2 separate regions of the Zea mays genome follow, and region 1 is linked to region 2. Evidence: chromatin contacts called from public Hi-C data. All regions are on one chromosome and are shown on one strand. Each heading gives the region's core, a stretch centred on a gene start, on an enhancer-like site or on the middle of the called end of the contact. The rest is flanking DNA. Distances are from core to core; before and after follow the strand shown. Region 1 holds the start of LOC103640755. Region 2 holds the start of LOC103640750 (cytochrome P450 94C1).

Evidence for each region. A called contact is a pair of places that touch in the nucleus more often than the background predicts.
Region 1: a contact with region 2 is called in a Hi-C map of ear, with 2.9 times the contacts expected there. The contact joins the promoter of LOC103640755 here to the promoter of LOC103640750 in region 2. A contact is called at or near these places in 4 of 25 Hi-C or Micro-C datasets (bundle sheath, ear, leaf and 1 more).

Annotation. Positions count from the first base shown.
Region 1 is chr10:4,834,715-4,837,414 of Zm-B73-REFERENCE-NAM-5.0, forward strand. It overlaps LOC103640755, which reads left to right and starts at 1,336. Exons shown (of 1, transcript XM_008664243.3): 1 at 1,336-1,853. The coding sequence starts at 1,469. The coding sequence ends at 1,693.
Region 2 is chr10:4,664,460-4,667,159 of Zm-B73-REFERENCE-NAM-5.0, forward strand. LOC103640750 (cytochrome P450 94C1) reads right to left here and starts at 1,392. Exons shown (of 1, transcript XM_008664239.2): 1 at 1-1,392. The coding sequence starts at 992.

The DNA.
Region 1 (2,700 bases), core at 86-2,585, 170 kb after region 2:
ATCAAGGAGCTGGAGTGTTAAGAATTAGTATGGACCGGAGGAGCGTTAAGAATTAGTATGGACTGGAGTTCATCCAAACAACAAGCATGACGCTGGATGGGCAATTATGAAGTTATTATTATAATTATATGAGCATGCCTAACATTGGATGCCAATTACTAGCCAAACTAGCCATCAACACTACAATTGCAAGACGAACGAGTCACCTAGAGACCATACCCACTGCTTTCCGAATCACGATTCACGAATCACTCGAAAAAGGACATCCCAGAGGCCAGAGCAAGAGATCTCTAGATACTGTTGCGATTTTGACGGGCGACGGCGATGAGTACCTGGCGAGCGCAAGCACACAGGCAGGAAGCTCCCTAGCTCCAGGTGGAACAACTGCTCGGCATTGTTGTGCGTCAGCCACAAGCGGTGGGAGACTGGAGGCGAACGGGGGCACGACCGCCCGAGACGACAGAGTTGGCGGAGTGGCAAAGGCTCGGCGTCGGCAGCTTGCTCGACACTCAGTGGATGTGTGGTCGCGTGGAACAGGGTAGAGTTAGCTAGGGATTAGATTTTTTTCACTGTTGATCTCTTCTCGGGCTGAATCAAGGTATTGCTTGAGCAACACCGAGCTATACTGAGTCCTCCGCCCCTGCTGGCTGCGTACGTCATCAATTCACCTCCATCATCACACTTTGCTGTTGCCAATGCCAGCAGCCTCGTGTCTTGAAATGCAGCTGCAGTACTCCAATCCAGTCCAGATGACATGACGACCAGCTATAGATGGCCATTTGGCACTAACACGATGGGCCGGCCCAGGCACGGCACGAAAAAGCACGGTCCAGGCACGACCCGGTCCGGTTAGTATAGTGCCAGTGCCTGGCACGGCACGGCTATAGTGCCGTGCCTGGGCCACTATCTCGACCCGTAGTGCTGGCACGGGCACGACACGGTTACATTTTTTATTTTAAAAATAATAGTTTACATATATTAAGTATAAGAATTCAACATATAACACAATAAAACTGCAGTTGCACTGGTTAGATGAATGCGTTTAAGCCTCTTATGCACTAGGTTGTGAGTTCAAGCCCCCACAACTACACATTTTTTGCTAAATTCTACAATATACTCAGATGGGCCATAGTGCCACCGGGCCGGCCCGGCACGACTAACAGACTCACGGGCCGTGCCTGGGCCGCGGCAGCGGCACGCCGGCCCATCTAGGCACGGCACGGTTTGCTACCCGGGCCTGGCGGGCCGTGCCGCCGTCGGGCCGTGCCGGCGACGGGCCGTGCCGGCCCGTTTGGCCATCTATACGACCAGCATTGCAGCTCGTGAACAGCTAGCTAGCCTTTGCAATATTGAGGGGTTCGGCTGGCTATAAATAATACGCCACGGCGGCCCAGGCATATCACAGCTTGCAGAATACACCTCCTTCCTTCCTTCGTTCCACAACTCAAAGTCTCAAAGCAACCGATATATGGAGCGAGCGGAGAACGAGCGGCTGCGGAGGGTGGCGCGGCAGCTGGACCAGGGGAACACCAGCCTGTGCCTGGAGAACCTGCTCATCATGCAGGAGAACGACCGGCTGCGGAGGAAGGCGCAGCAGCTGGACCAGGAGAACAAGGCCCTCCTCGCCGAGCTCAAGCAGCGCGAACAAGGCACTTCAGCTTCCGCATCCACCAACCTGAAGCAGCCCAAGTGAAGAAGCTAGTACTGCTCGTGCATGCTTTCTCGACTTTGTAACTAGTAGCAGTAGTAGTGTACGTAGCAGGCAGCAGTTGTTAGGGACGTACTGTACGAGATGCATTGTTTTGGTGGTGACGACTGCCGACAAGCAGCCAACAGTGGCAGCATTTTGTGCTCATCTGATGAATCATACTAAGTACTTTACCCTGCTATATACCTCTCTCTACACTCTGCTTTCTCCGTCACATCCACTATTTTAAAACTAGTTACAAATATTATTAAATATATAGTGATGAATTTATTTAGTCCTGGTGCTGCAGCGACTCAAACTCCAGACTGAAAAGTCCATTTATACAGTGAATCGTTCGTTTTCAGAACAACATCTAATGACGATGTTGTGCACCTAAATTGCCAACATGAGTGCCGAGCTTGGGCGCCTAGATCTCGTGTCCCCTCCACGCCCGCGGTGAAGTTCATGCCGGACCGGCCGGGCGGGTCAACCTCGCTCGCCCTACTTCCTTGCACAACGCAGTGGGCAAACATTGAAAGCCGGTGTCTGATTTGGTGTATTGATCGTGGAAATATCTTGATAACAAAATGAAAGTATATTATTCTGATGTATAGTAAGAATTAATATAATATTACACACGATGAACAAAGAGAACACTAACTTAGAGCGACATAAACTACGCGACATCGCTAAAGTTTCTGAAACCCTAGTTACTGCTGCTACTCAAAAGACCCTGTGCATCTTAGGACAAGATAATAAGACAAGGACGCTACCTCACCATCCTGACCGGTGCGTCAATCATGTTGAGCTGCTTGGTCTTCCTCTTCTCCTTGTATCTGCAGTGGCAACTGGGTTTTACGCAAACCCAAGCATTCTTTGAATGCTATAAATTCTCCTTCTACTGTGAGTAGTAAAATTCCGATACAACATTATGGGCAATACTTCATCCATCTTTGCAGTTGATAGATGTTGTTGACGCTTTTTCGGAGCGCCAAACACTCAACAAGAACCGT
Region 2 (2,700 bases), core at 142-2,641:
GCGGCCGCCACGCCCGGGTTCTCGGACAGGAGCATGAAGAGCGTCGTGAGCGCGGAGGACACGGTGTCGCGCCCCGCGAGGAGGAAGCTGACGACGATGTCGCGCAGGTACCTATCGTCGTCGTCGGCCCCGGCTGAGGCCATAAAGCGGGACAAGAGGTCGTGGCCGCTGGGTGCGACGCCCAGCTTACGGCGCTCCCGGATGACGGTGGCCGCGAGCTCGTCGACCAGCTTGATGGCCGCCCTGAGCTCCCTCTCCGAGCCGACGTTGAGCAGGCGCTTGGCCCTCCACAGCAGCGGCGCCGCGGCGGCGCCGCGCGTGGCGCTGAGGCGCGTGGCGGTGTCGAACGCGTCGGCGAGCTCGGACACGGGCATCTCCGGCTCCAGGCAGCCCGGGTCGAGGCCGAAGGAGATCTTGCAGATGGTGTCGAAGGCGAAGCGGCGGAACACGTCCTGCAGGTCGACCACCGCGCCGGAGTCGGCGGCGCCGGCGAGCAGCGGCAGGAGCCGGGCCTCCACCTCCTGCGCGATGATCCCGAACGCGTAGGAGCGCACGGTGACGCTGCCGAGCTCCAGGCTGGCCATCTTGCGCTGGTGCCGCCAGGCGTGGCCGTCCACGTTGAAGATGCCGCGGCCGAGGAGGTCCCCGAGGAGCGCCGCGAAGGTCTTGCCCTTGGGGAAGTTGTCGAAGTTGGTCTTGAGCATGTACTCCACGTTGGCCGGGTTGGCCGTGACGGTGCAGCCCAGCACGTGGACGTGGACGGTGCCGGTGGGCGACTCCCGGAGGAGGTGCGCGTACCAGTCTCCCAGGTTGGTGAAGTCCCGCGCCCACGACCCCGTCAGGTACGCCCGGCAGACGTGGCAGCTGCACCACGGCCAGCGGCGGAGGAGCAGCAGCACCAGGGCCAGCGCCACCACGCAGAGGGAAGAGGCGAGGAGGGCCATGCCCGCGCACTGCGCTGCCCAGGGCAAGGCATCAGCTGCTGCTTCCATGGCGCCTCGCCGGGGTCTTCCTTCTTCCTCCTCTTGCCTGCTTGCCGTCTAGAATTAGCTAGTGCACAACTGGACACACAGGGAGGGGGAGAAGCCGAGAAGGAGAGGAAAATGCGTGTGAGAGTTTGTGCGGCACAAGACTGGTCGAGGAGGCTTTGTCTATAGAGACTATAGTATATAACGTGGGCGGAGGCCAATCCGCACATGGAGCACGTGCGTTTTTCATTAAACAACGTTTGTATTGGGGGGGAGTTTTTTCAGCTTTTGCCGCAATGTACACAGCTAATGGCTCACAGTCACGCATCCCGTAACAGTACATGACAGGTGGGTCCACATCAGCAGCTACCCCTAGATTGCACATGCTAAGTTTTTTTTTTTAAAAAAAGAAAGACTTTGCTTTGTTGGCGCATCGTCTCTATTTTTCCCCTTTGTTAAACTGTTACTAACTTCACCTTGTGTGTGTTTATTCCGTATTTCGATTGCCAATGAACACTACGTAGATACATGATAAATTATTTTGATGAAAATTGTTATGCTCCGCAGAGAGAGAGAGGAACATTAAAAACAAGCAAGTTGTGGATGAACCTAGGACTAAGCATTTTTCTAGCATAGGTCAAAAAGGACGATTAGGGAGTAGGGACTTGCAAGTAGAGGTACCCAAACGGGCGGCCCGGCCCGGGCCCGTCAGGCCCGACGGTTAATCGGGCCGTGCCCGGCCGGCCCGCGTGCCGCAGCCGCGGCCCAGGCACAGCACGGCGGCCTGGTGGTCGTGCCGGGCCGGTCCGTTTAACTGGTCACGTTCTCCCATTAATTCAAGAAAATAGCAAAAAAAAACTGTGTTTTTGTGAGGATTTGAACTCGCAACTGAAGGACACTAACCAGTATAACTCGAGTGTGTTTGTTGTAAATAGCTAATATAAAATGTAAATATATATATACTATGTTTTATAAAATAAAAAATATATAATCGTGTAGGTCCGGGCCGGCACTGCGGGCCGAGACAGCGGCCCAAGCACGGCACGGTTCTCGTGCCGGGCCGAGCCCGGCACTATTAAACGGGCCGTGCTTCGGGTCGGCCCGTTAGGCACGGCCCATTTGGCCATCTATACTTGCAAGATATATTATCTCCGGTTCAATTTATAATTTGTTTAACTTTTTTACAATAAATTTGATCAACTCGTCTTATTTTAAAAAAAAGAGTTGATCAAACTTGATAGTAATTATGAGCTTTTGAATAAGATGAGTCGATCAAACTTGGTAAAAATATCAAACAAATTATAAATTACGACGGATGAAGTATTATTGGATCATTGTTGTTCAAGCTAGAGGACATCAAACAACTTTGTTGGATAGGGATGAAAATGAGACGCATGCGAACGACATCCTATAATATATCCTACCCTAATTTATTTTAATTGGATTCAAGATTAGATACAGATAGTTAGAAACGAGATGGATACAGATACAATGACCGAATATTTAGCCGTGCGGTTAAGTGACAGATACAAATATTATTTGGCCGGATGCATGTAAATACTGGATACTCGTCGGATAAATGCACGAATTGCTTATTATATATACACTATAGTTCACTTCGCGTGTAAGGCAGCTGCACCGTGAGCATTGAATGGAGCCATAGAGATATATGACAATATAGAGATCATACAATGGTTCAATATACTAGATTATATAGCTCATAACCTAAGAT